5 separate regions of the Sus scrofa genome follow, and all the other regions are linked to region 2. The links are chromatin contacts, called in public Hi-C and HiChIP or PLAC-seq maps. All regions are on one chromosome and are shown on one strand. The core of a region is the stretch at or near the end of the contact, and the rest is flanking DNA. Distances in the headings are between cores, read along the strand shown.

What was found. Hi-C and Micro-C count contacts between places; a contact is called where the count stands out from the background. HiChIP or PLAC-seq counts read pairs in DNA pulled down with a chosen protein or histone mark.
Region 1: a Hi-C map of liver shows a contact between it and region 2, with 3 times the contacts expected there. The contact joins the promoter of HDGF here to the promoter of MEF2D in region 2. A contact is called at or near these places in 2 of 47 Hi-C or Micro-C datasets (liver and skeletal muscle) and 1 of 2 datasets of contacts at active chromatin or transcription factors (alveolar macrophages).
Region 3: a contact with region 2 is called in an H3K27ac HiChIP or PLAC-seq map of alveolar macrophages. The contact joins the promoter of ISG20L2 here to the promoter of MEF2D in region 2. A contact is called at or near these places in 2 of 2 datasets of contacts at active chromatin or transcription factors (alveolar macrophages and skeletal muscle).
Region 4: a Hi-C map of skeletal muscle shows a contact between it and region 2, with 4 times the contacts expected there. The contact joins the promoter of NES here to the promoter of MEF2D in region 2. A contact is called at or near these places in 2 of 47 Hi-C or Micro-C datasets (heart right ventricle and skeletal muscle) and 1 of 2 datasets of contacts at active chromatin or transcription factors (skeletal muscle).
Region 5: an H3K27ac HiChIP or PLAC-seq map of alveolar macrophages shows a contact between it and region 2. The contact joins the promoter of TMEM79 here to the promoter of MEF2D in region 2. A contact is called at or near these places in 2 of 2 datasets of contacts at active chromatin or transcription factors (alveolar macrophages and skeletal muscle).

Annotation. Positions count from the first base shown.
Region 1 is chr4:93,338,749-93,342,994 of Sscrofa11.1, forward strand. It overlaps HDGF (hepatoma-derived growth factor), which reads left to right and starts at 2,333. Exons shown (of 6, transcript XM_013996955.2): 1 at 2,333-2,610.
Region 2 is chr4:93,579,519-93,583,466 of Sscrofa11.1, forward strand. MEF2D (myocyte-specific enhancer factor 2D) reads left to right here and starts at 2,045. Exons shown (of 12, transcript XM_021089672.1): 1 at 2,045-2,398.
Region 3 is chr4:93,363,820-93,368,070 of Sscrofa11.1, forward strand. It overlaps ISG20L2 (interferon-stimulated 20 kDa exonuclease-like 2), which reads left to right and starts at 2,369. Exons shown (of 4, transcript XM_001924747.5): 1 at 2,369-2,704; 2 at 3,287-4,120. The coding sequence starts at 3,404. It overlaps RRNAD1 (ribosomal RNA adenine dimethylase domain containing 1), which reads right to left and starts at 2,205. Exons shown (of 8, transcript NM_001243324.1): 1 at 1,897-2,205. The coding sequence starts at 2,007.
Region 4 is chr4:93,410,879-93,415,214 of Sscrofa11.1, forward strand. It overlaps NES (nestin), which reads left to right and starts at 1,782. Exons shown (of 4, transcript XM_005663265.3): 1 at 1,782-2,716; 2 at 3,810-3,934. The coding sequence starts at 1,934.
Region 5 is chr4:93,766,695-93,770,739 of Sscrofa11.1, forward strand. TMEM79 (transmembrane protein 79) reads right to left here and starts at 2,146. Exons shown (of 4, transcript XM_001927978.5): 1 at 1,819-2,146; 2 at 1-768. The coding sequence starts at 725. It overlaps SMG5 (protein SMG5), which reads left to right and starts at 3,635. Exons shown (of 22, transcript XM_021089680.1): 1 at 3,635-3,884. The coding sequence starts at 3,811.

The sequences.
Region 1 (4,246 bases), core at 1,083-3,582, 240 kb before region 2:
CTGAGACATCTGAGAACTGGTTCCAAGCTGGGCTAGCAGTCTGGGGGCCCCAGGACGGGGTGCTTTAGACCTTACCAATTAAATGGAGGTCCGAAGCAGCAGCAGCAGCACCTTGGGCAATGAAATAAAAATACAGGGACTGGAACTCCCGTTGGGGCTCAATGGTAATGAACCAGATTAGTAACCATGAGGACTGGGTTTGATCCCTGGCCCCAGTGGGTTAAGAGGCCCACTCAGTGGGTTAAGGATCCGGTGTTGCGCTGAGCTGTGGTGGAGATCGAGGACACAGCTTGGATCCTGCATTGCGGTGGCTGTGGTGTAGGCCGGCAGCTGCAGCTCCGGTTCAACCCCTAGCCTGGGAACCTACATATGCTATGGGTGTGGCCCTAAAAAGACAAAAAAAAAAAAAAAAAAAAAAAACCCAAAAACAAAAAAACAACAACAAAAAAATGCAGGGACCCCCAAACCTACTAAATTAGAATCTGCTTTTAAAGAGTATCCCCAGGTGATTCATTTGCACATTAAAGGCTACAAAGCACTAAGTTAGACCTGAATCCCAGGGGAAGCAGGCTTATGCCTGCCCCGTGTAACTGACCCTCTGTGGCTCTTGGCTTGGTTGTTAGGGGCAGCTGTGAGGTTGATGATGTTATTGTAAGGAGAACTTGGATATTAAATTGCAACCAAGGCCTGGGAGATTACTGCAACAAAGGGAACCCTGGTTGTTTTATTGCAACCAGCATCTGCATGGTGACCTGAGTGACAGGCCCAAGAGATTTGTTGCAAAGAAAAAAAAAAATTTAAGAAGCCCTTACTGCCATCTCCATGCAACAAAGTGGAGAAATGGATAGGACTCTTTGGTTTTCACTAATTTGGGATGTGCTAAATTGGAAAATAGTTTAAAAACATGTTTGTTGCACTGAAACAGCATATTTATAATACTAGCCTGGACACTAAAAGGAAACCAGTGGTGACACTGGATTTACTGAAACATCTCTAAGACCTTGTGACAAGATTCTCTCCTAACAATAAGAACAAAGAAAAGTACTAGCCTGACAGAATCTGGACTATTACACTGACTGCATTTCAAACTGGAATGCATGGTAGAGTAAACACCAACTGGGATCTAGCTGCTCTGTTGCAACAAGTTTGGATTTGCTATTGAAATAACTCGACAAGTCTGGGGCTAAGGGCATGCATGAGGACCGTGCAGAGTGCCCTGCTGTGCCAGCAGCCTGGGGCCTGGAGGGCCTGGGTATAGGACCAGAGGGATTCCTATCACAAGGCAGAATTATGCTGAGAGACCACATTATTATAAAGGCAAAACATGTGAAATGCATTGTCATGACCATAAGGACAACAGATAGGAAGGCTGTAGGGAGCAATTTCAGGCCTCGGCTAATGATAAGCAGCCATTCCATGCCCGTGATGTTGGCAGGGAGCAGTGTGATCCTGCCTCACAGTTGAGGAAATTGAGGCTCAGGGAGAAGTTCAGAGGGTAGTGTAAGTTCTTATGATTGGTGAATAGCTGGGCAGAATGTGTACCTGGGCCTTTTGGCCTCATCCTGCACTTCTGCAGGGAGATTCTGCATATGCTTTGAAGCAGGATCAGGAAACTCATGGGGAAAGAAAAAAAGCTTGTTTTCTCTCTTTGAACCTAGAATATTTTGTTGCAAAATTTTAAGGATCTAAACATGGTATAAGGTAAGATCTAAATAACTATCTCATTTCTAAGAGATCATAGGTGTCTGGAATTTCAGCAAATCCAAAACCAACACAGTGACAGCAAATCAAAGATGTAATTACAGCAAAGTCTTGTCTGGCTTAAGAGACCTGAGTTCAACTTTTGGCTCTATCAATTCTTAACATATAACCTAGGCTAAAATGTGGTCTCTGGAATCTGGCAACATTACATTTGTCCTCTAAGGCCCAACTCAAAGTCATCACCTTTGTGAAGCCTTCCCAGATTCTTCCCCGGACTCTTACCCTCCAAGAGAGGTAGTGATGTTTTACCAATGGTTTGGGATTTACACTGTCTCTTCCCAAAAGAAAAGAGTTCATATTTGGGCCCGTGGCTAGTGGTAAAACCCAGATCTCTTCTGCCAGGAAATAGCACAGAAAGCCGAGACCTATCTAATGCACATGGATCGCGGTCACTTTGTGCCACAACCCCTCGGACACCTCCTGGCTACCAAATTCCACAAAGGCCGTAGTGTCGGAGCAATCCCCGACGTTTCGGTGACCCCACAAATTGTAAGCACGTCGAGGTCCAGGGCAAACCTCTGTGCGCTCAGGGGCGCGGTGCCCAGCTCTCGCCGCTGCGCCCAGCACTCTGCCAAGCACCGCAAGTGCCGAGCAAACATTCGTGGACAGGGATGGAGCCGTGGGCAGGGAGACACTACGCCTAGATGTCGACACTCCACTGCGCTGAAGCCGCTGTTGGGAGCGCCCCGTGGGGCCGGGGGAGGGGCGCCAGGCCGCTCCGTCCAGCCGGGCGCCAGCTCCTCCCGGGCTGGCGGGCACCCACCGACAGCGGGCACACAAAGCCTGCTCGGCTTGCTCGGCGATCGGCTCCTTACGCCTGTGTCGCCACGCGCCGCCAGGCGGCTCCAGGTTGGGCGTCGGGTTGGGGCAGGCACGGGGCGTCAAGAAGCTGCACGCATCAAACCGCCGCGGGAGGGAGCGCGGAGGGGGGAGGAGGAGGAGTGGGAAAGGGAGGAGGGAGGAGGAGGAGGAGTGGGGACCGGGCGGGGGGTGGAGGAAGAGGCCTCGCGCAGAAGAGGGAGCAATTGAATTTCAAACACAAACAACTGCACGAGCGTGCACCCACCGCGCCGGAGCTTTGCCCCTGATCCGCGCCCGCCCCGTCCGTGCGGCGCGCGGGCGGAGACGCCGTGGCCGCGCCGGAGCTCGGGCCGGGGGCCACCATCGAGGCGGGGGCCGCGCGAGGGCCGGAGCGGAGCGGCGCCGCCACCGCCGCACGCGCAAACTTGGGCTCGCGCTTCCCGGCCCGGCGCGGAGCCCGGGGCGCCCGGAGCCCCGCCATGTCGCGATCCAACCGGCAGAAGGAGTATAAATGCGGGGACCTGGTGTTCGCCAAGATGAAGGGCTACCCACACTGGCCGGCCCGGGTGAGCAGCGCGGCCCGCCGCCTCCTAGCCACCTCCAGGCTCGGGTTGCATAACACCCGGGAGGGCACGAGCGCTCCGCGCAGAGCAGGGGGGGTCGGGTGGGGGCGGGGGATGTCCGAGTCCCTGACTCTTTCCCGAGCACCTCCGAGCCCACCCGCCGGTTATATAATGGCTGGGGGTGGGGGGTTGGCGGCGGCTGGGAACACCTGGGCAGACGGCGTCCGCGCGTAGTGGCGTGTGCGCGGCGTGGGGATCCGAGGGCGCCGGTCACTTCCCGGCCCCCGGCTCCGCGTGCTTAGTTCCGCCCCCAGCCCCCATACTCCCAGCGGTTTCGGGCGCGCAGCCTGGGTTGGGGCCAGTCGTGTTACTCCTTCCCTCCCCCGCCGCCCCGGCGCCACAGCCATCCCCTTCAGGGACCCCCTTAAAGACCCCCAGTTTAAACCTTCACTGATGGTTGCCCCTAGCTCAAACTCTCCTCTTCTAGATTAAATGGTTAAGAAGGATCTCTGCTCAGAAAGGGATAGATGGAGGCGGAGTTCGCTTCTAGAAAACTTTGGTTTGGGGGATCGTAAGAGATCTGAAGTTGGGAGGGTCGAGGAATGGTTGGGGGGCGACAGAAGAAATCTGTCCGTCTTAGAAATTACCCGCTGTTATCCTTCGCTCCTCAGCCCCGCAAAAAAAATGCCTCCATATGCTGCCAACTCAAATGTGGGGCTGAGAGTGGCAGAGCCCTTGTGGGATTGGGAAGTCCAGTCCAGACTGCCTCTTAGTGGAGGTGGGGGGAACCGAGTTGCCTCTCCTCCCCATGTTGGAGCCTCTCCCGCCAGAACGGCCCAGCCTGCCATGTGGTTGATTCAGCCCGCCAGTATGAAGCCCCCCCCACCCCAGCACCTGGCCAGGTGGGAGGGTGGGGCCCAAAAGCTCAACCTGGCACGTTCATCATGTTTCCCCCTAAGAACTGAGACAGGTGAAGTAGGGGATAAGGGAGGTCGTTGCCAGAGGGTGCTGGGGGAGGTCGGGGGTGTCCAAAGGGGCAGTACCTCTGGCAGCTTGTTTCAAAGTTGGTATAGAGAGAGGCCTTTGGTATTGGCCCTAGAGTGTCAGGACTCCTGTAGAAT
Region 2 (3,948 bases), core at 795-3,294:
AGTGATCTGAAGGCTGAGTTCCCAGGCCTATTCCTAAGAAGCCTTTTCCAGCAGCCCTGGATCTCTCCAGTCTCAACATTCTGCTTTCCCGACGTCGGAAACAGCCGGAAAATAAACACCCTGATGACTAAACGGTTTCTCCAGCTAGAGCCTGGGGAAGCACTAAAAATAGAGGCCACAAGTGAGGGGAGGTTCCCCACTTAAGGGAGGGGGGGGCCCTTTCCCATCCTGCTATTGCCACAGCCCCAGGCCTGGCACAAGGCTCTATTCTTCTTATAGTCCTTGGGGACAGGACATATGGGCTCCTCTTGCCTACCCTGAGATCCTTTGGGCAAGTGGGCCCTGCCTGGTAGGAAAGACTGACATCTTCTGGTGCTGGGCCCCATCTCCCAGATCTAATGGGGAACCGAGAATCTATGTTTGGGGACAAAGTCAGACACTTATTTAAATCAGGTTTCCTGAAGGAGGAGCCATGTAGAAGGGTTGGAAACCAAGACCAAGAAAATAGGAGCCTGCTGGATTCCTGTCTTAGGACTTAATGAGATAAACTTCCAAACCTATTTGCAAAGCAATTCCACTGAACTTGTCTCCTTTGAGGCTTTTATGGGATAATGGGCCTAAAGGGGTCTTGACAGTCCAGCCCTTGAATTATTATAATGCAGCATGAGGTACTGTTCAAAGTGATCTACTTGTACGTAGCAATTTAATCTTCACACCAGTTTATGAGTTAGGTACTATTATCATCGCTGCTATTTTACCTATGAGGATCATGAGGTACAGGGAAATTAAGTAATGGGCCTGTGTTCCCGGTTAAAAAATGGCGGAATAAGGATGTGAACTAAAGTAGCTTGACTACTCCAAAACATGCTACCTCTTTATATATTAGCCTCTTCAGCACTCAACCTGGATCATTAAGCCTTGATCCAGTAAATCAGACCCAGCCAGGTAGAAATCGAGGTGTGTGAACTGAGTGCCCTTCTGTTCTGCGAGGGTCTTTAAGATCCAAGCCAAATTCCATCATTTCCTCAAGCTTCAGGTAGAAAGCAGACATTGGGGCAACAGGGATGCTGGAGAGGAAGTCTGACAGGTCGCTTGTCCAGTAGGCATGGCACCCACACTCCTGTGGTAGGGCAGAAGATTCGCCACACCCTGGAGCAACCAGGAATTACAAATTTTTTTAAACATCTACTACTGTTTCTTTAATGAGATGCTTTTGGGCGTTTCCTGTGCTGGGGGAAATTAGGGTCACGCCCCTTTAAATTGCCCCCCTCGGCTGTAAGTGCTCTGGAGCCTCAGGCACTGGGGATTAGGTCACCCACGAACTATGAGCTGTCGCTTTAAATTGCTGGGCGTCTGCCCAGCCGGGCCCTGGGAGGGGAGGGGGCCTCTCACAGGTAGAGGGAGCAAACGAGCTCTCCAGGTAACCCCCCAGAAAAGAACGGGTCCCTTTAAGTGAGGCTTCGGCTCACACTAAGTGAAGGAGATAAAATCTTTTCAACACTTAGTGTCTACCCTTAATTTATCTACTTAGATTCCCACCTCCCAACTCTCTAGGGGCTTGGGGGTTGGGGGGGAGCTGTCGAGGTAGCGTGTGTGTAAGTGTGTGTGCGCGAGTGTGTGTGAGTGTGTTTGGGGGCGGGGGCGGGAAGTATGTGCCCAGTCGGCGGAACCTCCCCGGAAAGGACCTCTTCGAGCGCATGGTGGCAGCAGTACTAGGCGGCCGTCCGGACAGCTCGAAAGGGGCACCACGGGCGCGGGCCGATCCCCTTAGAGGCCTCTGGGTCTCGCCTCCCTACTTTGCCTCGCTCGGTCGCTTCCTCGCTTCCTCCCTCCCTCCCTCCTGGCTGGCGGAGGGATCTGCCTCTCCCAGCGCCGCAGCCTAGCTTGGGAGGGCGCTGGGGTGGGGGCCGACCCGGCCCGGCCCGGCCGGCCCGAGGGAAGCGAGGGGCGGGGCCGCGTCCCCGGGACCGCCCCTGCTCCGGCCCCGCCCCTCCGCCCCCACGGGTTCCTCCCATTGGCCCCCCCGCCTGTCCATCACCCCCGTTCCCCCCACCCCTCAAGCTAGGCTGAGCTGTGCCTACGTCGGCCTCGACTCCCGGGGGCTGGAGGAGTTACCTTTGGAGCTCGAAAGGAGGAAGGAAGCAAAATATCAACAACAGCCGAGGCGGCTCGGGCGCTCGGCCCCAGTCCCTCGCCTGCCGGCCGCCCGCCTGCCCGCCCTCGCGCCCACGACGGGGGCCCAGGCCCCCCGGCGCAGCCCAGGGCCCGCGCGGACGCCGGCCTCATTTATTATTCCCCCCGCCCGGAGCTGCGGCTTCCAGGTGCTGAAGAGCCCCAGGACTAGGGGCGAGGGCTACCCCCTCCCAGCCGTGACATCCCCCTTCCCCCAGCGGGGCCGGTGAGTAGAGAAAAATAATGCTCCTGCCGCTTTAAGAGGCCCCCTCCCCCACCCCATCCTGGGGTTGGGGTGGAGGGTGGTCTAGACCGTCCCCCTGAGAGGTGGGATGGGGTGGCCTCTTGGGTTTGGGAGGAACTCGCGGAGCGGGCTGTGTTTTCTTGTGGCGTTGGTGGAAGATTACATGGGGGACTGTTTGGGTGAGGGAGTCGGCTGTGGGGGACAAGTGGAGTGGGCTGTAATTCCCTTGGGTGTTGGGGTCGGGGTGGGGACGGGTGGCTTGGGGGCGCGCCGGTCTGTTGGTGTCCGGGGGTTAAGGCGGCCTCCGAGCGGTCTGGGAAGGGGCGCCATCCTCAGAGGGGGTCTCCGGTGACAGCCGGGAGCGACTGACATTTTAACAGCCGGCCCTCCCTCCCTCTCCCTCCTCGAGCCGCCTGTTCCCTCCTCCTTGGCCCGAAATGGTGCAGAAGGGGGCCTGAGAGGGCGGCGGGAGGGTGGGGGCGGGGGGAGCCGCAGCTGTTTGGGAAGCGGGGGAGGGAGGGGGGATGTTGTTCAGATGACACCGGGGTGGTGGGTTGGGGTGTGTGAGTGTGTGTGTGTCCCGGGCCCGGGTTTGCCCTGTGCCTGTGGAGTTGGCACTCAGAGTTAGCACGGAGGTGGGCACGCAGGACCCTTTCTTGGGACCTCCTAGCCTGCCTCCGAGACCCCTGCTCTGGTTTGTCTGTGGCCCCAGCTGGAGAACCCCCGGCCAGAAGTTTGCAGCTGTTAAACATCTGGGCAAGAGTTCTCCAGTCCGAACTGGGTTGGGAGTGGGGGTCCAGGGAGTGAGGGGCTTTTCGGAGGGTGGGCCGAGGAGACTAAGATGCATGTAGTCTCTTACCCTCCTGCCAACCCCTTTTCTGTCAGGTTTGTTCTTACGGGGTCTCCCTTCCCCTAGTGATTCTAGCTGATCTCTCAGTGGCCTCCTGAGGTCTCTCCCCAATGAAAGGAGGGCTCCTGAGTGTGGGCCCCCTTGGAGCCACTGACTAGGTTATCCCAGGTTTGTCCTTTGAGTAGGAGGTTCTCCCTGCCTCCTCTTAAGCAGCCCATTGTTGATGGGTTGGGGGAGGGTACATTAGGTGGAGCCTCTGTCCCTCTTCTCAGTGCCTAGGCCCCTTTGAGGTCTCCTCCTAGGCCTGGTTTCTTTGGTTTTGGGGGGTGGCCCTCCCTTGCCCCTTCCCCCATCCCCGCAGTGGGTCTCCTAGGCAATTCAGGGGCCATTCTGGACTCTGGGAAGTTTACCGTCTGGGGCGGTGACCTTGGGCTGCTCTGGCCTCCAGATAGCAGGGGAGCCCAGGCCAGCAGGAGATAGGGTGTTTTGAAATTAGGGAGCTGTCCACCTCCCACTCTCCCCAAAATCCCCAACAGGGAAGTCTTCGTAGTCAAGGAGAGAATTGAAAAGGCACATGTCAGTGTTCACAGATGTCCACCCGCCTGTGGCCGCCGGGTCACACCCGCCCCAGGACTTAGCCTGGCTGTCCCAGCTCCCACGGCCTGCCTGGGAATGAATTTCC
Region 3 (4,251 bases), core at 1,119-3,618, 220 kb before region 2:
CTGCCAGCCTGTGCCAGAGCCACAGCAATGCGGAATCCGAGCCGCGTCTGGGACCTACACCACAGCTCACGGCAACGCTGGATCCTTAACCCACTGAAGAAGGCCAGGGATCGAACCCGCAACCTCATGGTTCCTAGTCAGATTCGTTAACCACTGAGCCACGATGGGAACTCCCCAGAAAGTTACTGAGAGTACATCTTGAAAGTTCTCATCACAAGGAAAAAAAAATGTAACTATGTATGGTGATGGACATTAACCAGACTTCTTGTAATCATTTCATAATATATACAAATATGAGTCACTATGTTATACACCCGAAACTAGACTAATATGTCACGTCTATTTCAGTTTTTTAAAATGCAGGTAATAACAAATACTTACAGAATACTTTAATATGCCAGGCAATGTCTGAAACACTTTACATATATTAAGGCATTTAATCCTTAAAACCACCCTATGAGGTAGTACTATTTTTATCCCCCTTTTACAGATAAGAAAACTGAATCACAGCAATTAAGTAATTTGCCCAAGTCAAAAAGCTGTAAGGAGCATAGTTGGGATTTGAAACCAATTTAACGCTTCTTGCTCTTGACCACGATACTCAATTGCCCTTCTGTGGACAAAAAACATTCTAAACAGATCAGAAAGTGCAAAGGCCCAGGAGTTCCCATTGCGGCACAGTGGAAACGAATCTGACTAGCATCCATGAGCATGCAGGTTCGATCCCTGGCCTCCCTCAGTGGGTTAAAGATCCAGCATTGCTGTGAGCTGTGGTGTAGGTCGCAGACGTGGCCCAGATCCTGCCGTTACTGTGGTTATGGTGTAGGCCGGTAGCTGCAGCTTCGATTCGACCCCTAGCCTGGGAACCTCCATATGCCAAGGATGAGGGCCTAAAAAGACAAAAAGAGCAAAAGAAAAAGAAAAAGAAAGTGCAAAGGCCCAGATCAGGCCAGTGCAGGTGTAGTATCGTGAATGTGAAGGGGTCTAAAAAGGAACACAGATTATGCAGAACTTTATAGATAATGGTAAAGAATTAGAATTTCATCAAAGTACCTAAGAAACAAATAAGTGTCATCATCAGATTCACATTTTCAAAAGATCAATCTGTTTTATGAAGAATTGTTTATGGAGGAGAGGAAGCAAACACAGAGCTCAGTTAGGAAGTAGTCCAGGAGAGAGACAATGTTAGCTTGGCCTAGAGTGGTAGCAATGGCGATGGAGACAAATGGGTGAATTTGGTATCTATTCTGGAGGTTGAACCAAATAGGACTTGTTGAAGGACTGGATTGTAGATCAGTGAAGAAAAGAGCTAAATTGAGGATGGTTTCTGGGTTTGGGAGCTGAACAATTCGGAGGATGCTGGTGCCATTTATACATCATCTCATTTATTTTTCACAATCATCCTTCAAAAAGGGATCCATTTTACAGCTGAGAAACTGGGGCTAGGAGGAATTGTTTTAATGCCTAAGGTTAACACAGTAAGCGAGGCAGGATTCTAGTCCAAGTCTCTCATATTCCAAAGCTGGAATTGTCCATTACACTGCAAAACCAGGAATTTATTCAAGGCTTGAATGAATGAACATGTGTGTTCTTGGAACACCTCACACGTTCCTGGGAAAGTTCGACGCAGCTGCAGCAGCATGGCTCAAATATCCATGCATTTTACTACTTTGGATTTCAGAAGCTTAGAAAGACAACCCAGATGCTAACATATTAACATTTAGGTCAGAAGAAAAAAAGGAAGAGCAGCCTCAAACTTTTCTTGTACAGACAAAAGCCTGAAGAAACTCATATTAGAAGAGACCAGACGCTAACTCTCCAGATCCTCTCCTGTCGTGAGCACCTATCCACCACACAACCAGGAGGAGCACCCCACCCACACCCCTGTGGCCTCACAATGATGTAGGCGTCCAGGATGGAACGGTAGAGCGTCACGACCCGGGTGAGGTTCACAGCTAGTTGCCTCCTCTCCTCGTAAGAGAGGCCCCGGGCGGAAACCCCCGGCATTCCGGGGCCCAGCCGGTGGCGCGAGGAGCGACAATGCAGTGAGGAGGGAACAGGGTCAGGACTACACGGGTCCAGGACCCAGGCTGGATTCAGTTCTGCACTCGGAGCAGGAAGAAAGCGCTCAGAATCCAGCCCCCGATGCTGCCTTTCCGGGACTTCAGCCTGGGTGAAGACTTGAGGCGCCCTCCAGACGTCACAGGTCGCGACGTCCCATAGCGCGAAGGTGTCAGCGTCGGAGACACACCGGGCGGGGGGGGGGGGTTGCCAGCGCAGTGACGTCACAGAGGCGTCCCCCGGCGCCCCGCTCACGGAGAGGGGTGGGCCAAGCTCAGGTCCCGCCCCTTCCCGTACAACCCCCCCTCCCGGAAGTGAGGCCGGGGTCTCCCGCGCGCTGCAGTTCTCGTTTGTCGCGGCCTCCCTGAACCTTCGAGTTGTACCTCCACGGGGCTAGAGGGGCTGGGGAGCGCATCCCGCCCCCGCCCCCACCCACGCCGCCTCCCCCACCGCCGCCGCTGCCGCTCCCCACACACTCGGAATCCCTGGCCTCGCTCCCGGAGGCGGGGGCGCTGTGGGCTCGCGCGCGCAGGCCCCCGGCGCGTTCCAATCCGCGCGCCTGCCGGGCCGGGCCTCGTCGGCGCGTGCCAATTTCCGTATCCGGCTCCTGGCGCTTCCGGTCCTAGCTGGGCACATCTAGGAGGTAGGTGCGCGAGCGTGTGGGGACGGCCGAAGTGGTGCGGACGGCCGAAGTGTGCCGTCCCCCGCGTCGGTTTCTTCTCTGTTGATATGTGGTGTCAAAGGTCCTTTCTTGGGAGAAGGACTTGGGTGAGATGCATGTGGCGATTTCCCCCACCTGGAGATCAGGGACAGGGGTTCCTGGAACCCGCGCTGGGGATGCCTGGGTAAGCCAGAGGTCGTCTGTGGCATACCCCACACTGCCTTCGAGCATACTTAGACGTTCTCTCCCTGGACAGATGAGATAGCTCACCTATTCGGGCGTTCTAGATCACAGAGTTTCAGCTGGTTGGCCCTGCAACCCCCTCAGTTTGCGGTTGAGACAGATATTGAGAAGGGAAATGGCCTTCCTGTACAGCTGCTGAATTGTGGGGCTGTCCTAGAACCCAGGCTTCCTGGCTGAGAAGAAGTGCTCCTTCCATCATTTCACATTATCTGAGAGGTTACTCTGATGTCTTTCTCTCTCTTAAGTCCTAGGGAGATGGGTCTTATCTTACGGGTTCCCAAGCCTATGGGTTCCCATTATCAGTATCACCTTCTTCCCCAGGGTATACTGCAGACCTCCAGATGTTGGTCTGTGGGATTCGGCAGAGGATGAGTTTTCTATCCTCCTCTCAACTGTAAGCTACTCTTCCCAACTGTTCTCCCGCTGTCCACTGTCATCATGTCTACCTTACTCCTCAATCTGGATTTTGGTGAACCTCCCCCAAAAAAGGCATTAGAGGGGAATGCCAAGCACCGAAAATTTGTCAAGAAGCGCCGGCTCTTGGAACGGAAGGGCTTTTTGAATAAGAAACAGCAGCCCCCTAGCAAGGTGGCTAAGTTGCAATCAGAATCGTCAAAGAAAGGGAAATCTCCCAAGGTAGATGGCGCTTGGAAGGCCCCTCTTCTTTCAAAAAAGAAGACAGCTGCCTCCAGCGGTGGGTCAGGGCAGTCTCTGGACAAGCCATCTGCAGTGCCTTGGCTGACCCCTGCCCCTTCACAGAAGGCTGGTTCTGTTGTGGCCAAAGTAGACTTACTGGGGGAGTTCCAGAGTGCCCTACCAAAGATTAAGAGCCACCCAACTCGCCCCCGGAAGAAGGGCTCCCAGAAGAATGCCCCACAGAATTCCACCCAAGCTCATTCCGAGAAGAAATATTCTGGAGCATCCCAGAAGGGTCCGAGCAAGATGGTGGCAATTGACTGTGAGATGGTGGGCACAGGACCCAAAGGGCATGTCAGTTCCTTGGCTCGGTGTAGTATTGTCAACTACAATGGAGATGTGCTTTATGACGAGTACATCCTTCCCCCCTGCCACATTGTGGACTACCGGACCAGGTGGAGTGGTATTCGGAAGCAGCATATGGTGAATGCCACACCCTTCAAGATTGCTCGAAGCCAGGTGAGAGGCTGGGGGGACAGGTGGTCGTGGAGAAGTGGGTGGGAGAAGTCCAAATCATTTCTCCCCAAAAGATAGCACCCTGGAAAGGCAGTTGTGGAGGGAGGTATGGAGTGGGTGGAATAGCAGATGAT
Region 4 (4,336 bases), core at 532-3,031, 170 kb before region 2:
AGGAGGGAGAGACCCCAAGTCAGCTCTCCTGGACACAACTCTTGGGACGCCCCTGCCCAAACCAAAGGGCAGGATTTGTGAAGCAAGGTGGGGATGGAGAAGCCTCAGTCTCCTGGTTCACGCTAAGTCTCAGTCGATCCCTCCACTCCACGCCCACTGGTCCTTCCCTTCCTCTCCACATACTAGCAGTGAACTCCAAAGCCCAGCTGGCCTGGTGGGACAGCCTCCTGGTCAGTGACCCTGCTGTACCCAGAGGACCTTCTCCATTCTCTGTGCTCCCCCAGGTCTCTGTGGACACCTCAGGTGCTAAGTATTAGGACAAAATTATTGGCGTTTTGTTTTGTTTTGTTTTGTCTTTTCAGGGCCGCACCTGTGGCATATGGAGGTTCCCAGGCTAGGGGTCTAATCAGAGCTACAGCTGCTGGCCTACACCACAGCTATAGCAACTCAGGATCTGAGCCACGTCTGTGACCTACACCACAGCTCAAGGCAATGCTGGATCCTTAACCCACTGAGCGAGGCCAGGGATCGAACCCGAAATCTCGTGGTTCCTAGCCGGATTCGTTTCCACTGTGCCATGACGAGAACTCCATGATAACCTTATCGTTGACCTCACCGCCAGACTATGAGCACCTGTCACTCTTGCCCTCATGTTACCAAACTATGAATTCTTTCAGTGCTGAGACATAAGAGGTCTCATCCAACACTTGGAGCGCTAAATTGGACTTTCATGAGCATAAATTCCTTCCCCAAAGATCCCTTCGCGCTCTCATTATCCCTGACACTCCTCTCTGAGCCTGCGCCCCTTCACTCTACAAACCCCAAATTCCACCTCCCTCACTACCCAGTTCGAGGACCTCTCTTCCTCCAGAAGCCCTTCCTAACTACTCCCGCCTTCAGGGATGTTTTGAGGATTCAGTCAGATAACGTAAATAAAATGTTTGAACGTGATTTTGCGTATTACAAACGCTCAATAAATCCGGGCTCCTTGTGCTGCTTCTACTTCCTCGTCTCGATCTAGTCTGTCAGCCACCAGGGGGCGCCCTCGACCCAAAAATTTCCGACACCGAAGACAAGGTGGGGTGTCCTTCCCTGAGAGCTGGGGGAGGCCTTCGATTACCTAGAAAGTAGGTTTGCGAACCTCAGGTTATATGACAGAAGAGTAGGACGGATGAGGGGAATAATGGGGGAAACGCTTTTGCCTGCTCTCTCCGTTTCCTGATAGAGACAGAGGAAATAGGGTGCACGTGCAAATGCATTTTTTTTTTCTTGTTTTCCAGGCAATGTCTTTCTAAACTCTCTTCGATGCTGCCTTCTTCCAGTATTTCAGGAGGATGAGCCTTTGCTATTTATGAAAAACGTCATCTATTCTTTCAGCAGTCCCATGAGAGTTCCGTTATTGTTCCCATTTTATGCATGAAGAAACTGAGGCTTAGAGGAATTCAGTAAATGATACCTCTCTTGGGTGCGCTGAGTAACTGAGACTGGCACCCCTTCCCAGGCCTGAATCCCCTGGCACTTCCTCCACAGCCTCAGTTCCGTGTATAATCTGCTTTTATCTGGGGTTATGACCCTTCCTCACTGCCTCCCACCCCAGAAAGCCACCACCATCGGATCGGATTCTCCAGGCGTGGCTTTTCCTTTGGCTCCGTTCTCCTCTCCAGCACACAGGACCAAGGGGATAGAGGCGGACGCAGTTTCTCTGAACCCTAAGGGGTTAAGGCCTGGGTCCCGCCCCTTTTCCCGCCAGCCTGGCGGGAGTATGAATAGCCTCGCTCCCACTCCCGACTCTCAGTCGCTCCGGCTGCTTCTTGCCCCGCCCCGCCATTGTCCCCATCCGTCTCCTTTTCCTTTTCGTCCTAAAAGCTTTGAGAGCTGCTGGCCCGTCTTGGTGCTCTGCGTCCCTCCACCTTCGGTGGGTCAGACGAGCAGGATGGAGGGCTGCCTGGGGGAGGAATCTTTTCAGATGTGGGAGCTCAACCGGCGCCTGGAGGCCTACCTGGCCCGGGTCAAGGCGCTAGAGGAGCAGAATGAGCTGCTCAGCGCGGAGCTCAAGGGTCTCCGGGCACAGTCCGGGGTCGCCTCCTGGAGGGCCCGTGCCGACGACGAGCTGGCGGCCCTGCGGGCCCTCGTCGACCAGCGCTGGCTGGAGAAGCACGCGGCCGAGGTGGCGCGCGACAACCTGGCTGAAGAGGTGGAGGGCGTGGCGGGCCGGTGCCAGCAGCTGCGGCTGGCCCGGGAGCGGACGTCGGAGGAGGTGGCCCGCAGCCGGCGTGTTGTCGAGGCCGAGAAATGCGCTCAGACCTGGCTGAGCACGCAGGCGGCGGAGCTGGAGCGCGAACTGGAGGCTCTGCGCGCGGCGCACGAGGAGGAGCTAGCCGGCCTGAACGCGCAGGCTGCCTGCGCCCCGCGCGGCCCCGCTCCGCCCCGAGGGCCCCCCACGCCGGCCCCCGAAGTGGAGGAGCTGGCGCGGCGTCTGGGCGAGGCGTGGCGCGGGGCTGTGCGCGGCTACCAGGAGCGCGTGGCGCACATGGAGACGTCGCTGGGCCAGGCCCGCGAGCGCCTGGGCCACGCGATGCAGGGCGCTCGCGAGGGTCGCCTGGAGCTGCAGCAGCTTCAGGCGGAGCGCAGCGGCCTCCAGGAGCGCAGGGCTGCGCTGGAGCAGAGGTTGGAGGGCCGCTGGCAGGAGCGGCTACGGGCCACTGAGCAGTTCCAGGTGAGGAAGTGAGGGCGGGGTGTGGGGAAAGCCTGAGCAAATCGAGGCTTTGAGAAGTCCCTTTGGGGTTCAGAGACCTTGGAAAGGGAGTAGGAAGTGGGGGGCGGGAGGAGATGCAGATTCAGGGGCCGGTTCTTAGAAAGCCATGATCGGTGCCACCAGCCTAGACGTTCACATCTCCGTCTAGAGTAGGGCTTGGATGAGCCGTCTCAACGCAGATCCCTGGAAGGGCAGGCAGGCCCAAGACGTTGCAGCCACCTCCTCACCGTCTGGATGGCCCCTTCCCACCCTGATGGCCTCTGGGCCCCTCCTTAGGCTCTCCTGTCACTCAGAAGATGCTCAGGACTTTCCCTCTCAACGCTGGGTCTGATGGTCTGGCCACTCAGATCTCCCAAGTTCCCAGCTGCCCTCCTCCCCCCTTGACAGGAGGGGCTGTGAGGGGCCCTGGATGAGGGGCCACCAGCCCTTCTCCCTTGTCAGGGCTTTTGGGCTCCTGAGCACATTCCAGAAGCCTGGGACAGCTGCTTCCCCTCACACTGCACAGATGGGACCAGCAGCTGAGAAAACAGCCTCCTGCCTGGGCCAGACAGAGGTCTCACCATGGCCACCTCCCCACTCCTCCTCTCCGAGGAGAAAGATTCCAGAACATGTGGGAAGTGGGGGTGGGGTGGGGGCCCCCGGTGTGGGGAGCAGGAGACAGTGACTGGGACCAGCGCTGTTTGGTTTCCAGTCCTGCGGGCTCCAGGCCTCTTGATTAATCGTTTTTCCTTCTGCTTCCACTTTCCCCCTCTCCTGCTCTCTGTAAGCCATCGCCTCTCTTCCCTCACCTCCCCCTTCCTGTGGGAGCTGAATGCTGAGCAGCATGTGCTACCATTTAATCAGCATCCTCAGAGGAGGAGCCAGGCCGTGGGAGAGGGCTGAGGGGGCCACTCTGCTCTTCTGGAGGCTCCAGAGGGGGGCAGGCAGAAATCTGATCTGCAGGGAAGTCAATCAGGGAGCAGAAGATGCTGCTGCAGCAGCCAAGGGGGACAGAGGTTAGCTGGCAGTAAGGACCCCACCACCTCACTGACTATCTTTCGGCCTTGCTCTGCAGCTGGCCGTGGAGGCCCTGGAGCAGGAGAAACAGGGCCTACAGAGCCAGATCGCCCAGGTCCTGGAAGGTCGGCAGCAGCTGGCACACCTCAAGATGTCCCTCAGCCTGGAGGTGGCCACATACAGGTACAGGTTGACCGTGACCCACCAGGCACACCGATGCACACCGACCCGCAGGGAAAGACTCCTCAGCTGAAGGGGCCCAGAGCCGCAGGTGGTGGCAGCTTTGTCACCACGAGGTCCTAGGATTTTAGGCTCCTTTTAACACCACAGTGTAAGCCCCCCTGCTCCCCTGTGGGTTCAGGACCAGATTTCCTTGCCCAGGAAATCCTCCAAGGAGAGGTGACATAGCTGAGTGGGACAGCCTCCAGAGAGAGGGCTGGACACGTGTGGATCATCCGCTGCCAGGACCCCCCCCACCCCCTGCCCGTTACCCGCGGGGGCTGAAGAGCCCGGTCTGAGTGTGTGCTCACACCAAGAGGGCGATGTCTTTGGGCAGCCTCAGAAAGGAGGGACTGCAGGGGCGGG
Region 5 (4,045 bases), core at 896-3,395, 190 kb after region 2:
CGCAGCGTGTAGACGAGGCGGGAACTCATGGTCGGCAGGCGCGGGGCGTCGAAGGGCAGGAAGGCATACGCCCCGTAGAGCAGGCAGGGGAAGAGGATGAAAGCAGCTCCTACGGAGGCCACAGCCCTGAGCCCCTCATGGCCTCCGCAGCCCTCGCAGCCCCCACAGGAGCGGCCAGGCGGCCTCACCACTGCCTCAGCCCACTTGCGCTCAGGGGGCTCAGCGGGGGCGGCCCGGGTGGGCAGGAAGGTCCGGCGGCGTTCGCCCTCGCTCGCCTCACAGCGCACAGCAAGGTCCTCCTGTGGCCGCCGCTCAATGCACTGCAAGTCGATGGGCACGAAGGCTCGGGCCGCCTTCTCAGGCAGCAGGCAAGCGTCATCTTCGGGCAACTCCTCCAGCTTGGTGGCTGGCTCTGACTCGAGGGGCTCAGGCTCAATGTCTCTCCAGCCTGGGGGATCTGGGAACGGGGCACTGGGCTGGGGGCCAGCCCCCCAGGGCAAGGTGGCAGCCTCACTTACTGTGCTATCTAGCCCATCCTCAGTCCCCTGTCCGGCTGTGGGAGACCCAGCTGAAGACCCCACTCTGGAGGACTCGGCTCTGGGAGACTCAGCTCCACCCTCCCCCTCTGTCTTCTCGCCATTGGGGACCAAGGCCTGGGGTGGGCTTTTCTCCAGGGCTGCAGGCCCCTTCACCTCCAGCAGGGCCATGGCCTCGGGTTCCGTCATCCTGGGGCCTCACTTCTGGGGTCTACCGTAAGGTCGTGTCACCCTGGAAGGAGCAGAGGGAAGCTCTGTCAGAAGCTGCTGCTCTTGGAGTTCCTGTAGTGGCTCAGTGGAAATGAATCCAACTAGTAACCATGAGGTTTCGAGTTCAATCCCCGACCTTGCTCAGTGGGTTAAGAATCTGGCGTTGCCACGAGCTGTGGTATAGGTTGCAGACGTGGCTTGGATCTGGCCTTGCTGTGGCTGTGCCATAGGCCAGCAGCTATAGCTCCGATTCCACCCCCAGCCTGGGAACCTCCACATGCCCCGTGTGCGGACCTAAAATAAAAAGGCCAAAAAAAAAAAAAAAAAAAAAAAAAAAGCTGCTGTTTTCTGGGTTGATAGAACCGAAGCTCAGCTGGTCTTACGGTGGGCTTTAGCCCCATCTGGGACCTTAGGGAGAACATGGTCCTTGTGTTGAAATAGAGTGAGGCAGGAGGGAAGTGAGCAGCTGAAATGGAGACACCCTTTCGACATCAAATGCTATTCACCAGGAGAGGGTGAGTCAGGGGGCACAGGCCCTGGCAGCTGTGGCCTCGCCTCCACCCACATCTCCTGCCCCTCTCCACCAAAACCCCTGGGGTCATGGCCACCCAAATGCAGGAATGAGAGGAAAAGGAGGTGTCTAGAAATTTGCCAAGGGCTTTCTTCTTGCTAAAGACCTTCTCGTGGACAGAGAAGCTTCCCTTTCACTTCCAAACCTTGCCTTCCCCTGAAGACCCCGGACTGGAACTCTCCTGGCAACTTATACCAACGATTTGCCAACAAATCTGTCCCAAGGAGCTGGCAGTAGCAGGGGACCCTGTTCTTTCGTCTCCAATCTGGATACTTGGTCGGTTTTCAAACTTCTCACCAACCCACTCCACATCTGAAGGGCCTGGGTCTGTCCATTTTGACCTCTAGGTCTAATCAAAGCTGTTTCCCATGCCTCCTCTCCTGTCTTTCTCCCCTCCCTGCCGTCCTCCATCTCACTGCTTCTGGATGAGGCTAACTTCCCTCCCTTCACTGCTCAAGGACCTCCGATCCCTTAATGTTTGGACCCGTGACACCCACTTACTTTCCATCTGGAGAGAGGTAGAGGGTCCCCAGCGTCCGGGAAGGAGCTGCCTAGCTCGCTGCTGGCTCTGCAAGTATTTCTCTCCGTCTCCCTCCCTTTACCTGGGTCTCCAAACCTGTCTGACCAGAGCAGGTGGGGCCCAGATTAAAGGGCAGGCCCCGCCCTGCTGAATCTGCCGACAGAAAAAGCCTTAGAGAAGGACGTCATGCTCTCTGAAAGTGGGGGTGCAGCTGAGCCTAGAGGTAAGTGTGTTCTAGGAACATGGGTTTTGTAGGAACTCCCAGCACAGGAAAGCAAAGGGGGAAGAATGGGTTTGTGCATCAGAAGGTGCTTGGGGAGTTCCTGTCATGGCTCAGTGGTTAATGAACCCTACTAGTATCCATGAGGATGCAGGTTCGATCCCTGGCCTTGCTCAGTGGGTTAAGGATCTGGCATTGCTGTGAGCAGTGGTGTAGGTCACAGACGCAGCTCGGATCCTGCTTTGCTGTGGCTGTGGTGTAGGATGACAGCTACAGCTCCAATTGGACCCTGGCCTGGGAACCTCCATATGCTGCGGTGTGGCCCTAAAAAGACAAAAGACCAAAAAAAAAAAAAGGATGTTGGAGTAGGTTGGAAAACACCCAAAAGAGAGGTGGAATTTCTACACTTATTCATTCAATATTTATTGAGCACCTGTTATTAGTTAGGCACTATTCTGGGCATAGACATAGGAAAGAACGAGATGACAGGCAAAGTCTCTGGACTTAAGGGGCTTGTTCTGTTGGGGTAGCAGATAATAAAGAAGCCTAGAAAATAAATCAATAAGACAATTTCAATAGGAAAATTTCTTTGCCAAAGTGATATTTGAGTTGAGACCTGCTGGGAATCAGGAGAATGGGTGTTTCAGGCAGAGGAACAACAAGTGAAAGGCCAATAAAAAGGAAAGACAGGTTGTTTCAGGAACATCTCCCTAAGCACCTTGCTTTTTAGGTTAGGTTTAAGGTTACAAAAACCGTGGCACAGTGGTTTAAGAACGTGACTGCAGTGGTTCTGGTCACATAGATCACAGCCATGGCTTGGATTGAATCTGTAGCCTGGAAACTTCCTTATGCTGAGAGTGTGGCCATTAAAAAAAAGACAGCAATAGGAATCCACAGTGATCTTTCCTATGGGAGGACCAGGGGGCAGAAATGTAAGGGTGTAACTTCTCATTCCTGTGGATCTTTTCCCCTTAAGTCATTAGAGCTTCGTAAGGGGAGGGACAATGTCTGAATTGCTCATCTCTGTGACTCCAAAATCCAGCACTGTGGCTGGAAGACAGCAGATGTTCAATAAATGTTTACTGGAACAGTAAGTGAGGAACATGCAAGTGGAAATCTTTGGGTTGGGGTCGGAAGCTGAAGGGCTGAGGTGTCTGTGTAAGAGTCTTATCTTGGAAGGCCTTGTCATACTCGGTTCTTTCCAAAAAAAATTTCACATACAAGTTTTTTGCTTGTTTAAATAATGGGGGAAAAGAGAGAATTAGAATCACTGTAACTAGTAACCTGAAAGAGGCTCGACTCAAATGGGGGCGACAGAAAAACGAACCAAATGACCACAGTCAGACAAGGCAAAGCCACACTCCTAGCTGTGAGCCCATCTGCTTAGGCTCAGCCCTCCTTAGAGTCCGCTGTTCGCTCTCTGGCAACTTTGTCAATAAAGTTTTTCACAAGGGCTTGCAGAAGCCGGAAAGAGGCCATGCCGCCCAGAGTTAGTTCTGGCAACTTCCCGGGAGGGAAAACGACTTTCGCGAGATTTGGTAGCAGCAGGCCCCCTGGCCTGCAACTGTGCAACTGATATCGCGAGATTTGGCAGGCGGAGGAGGAGCTGTCGCGGGCAGCCGCCTCACAGCGATGGCGGCCGAGCAGGGCCGGCGGCGGTGGTGCCTGCGGCTACGGCCGGAGACGGCAGTGGTGGCGGTAGCAGTGGGTGGCGGGGGCCTGTGACCGGGAGCCGCCCCTGGACCCGGGCACCATGAGCCAAGGCCCCGCCACAGGGGAGAGCAGCGAGCCCGAAGCAAAGGTCCTCCACACTAAGCGGCTTTACCGGTGAGAGGGGGGCCAGGGCGTGAGTGCAGTCGCCCAGGGAAGTGGGGGGACAGCGAGGGGCGGGGCCTCCTGGGCGGGAGGGGCCCGGTGCTGGGTTAGGGTGCTGGCGAGGGAGGAAGGTGCAATTTTAGAGGGAGCGGGGGGGGCGGGGGGGGCGGGGC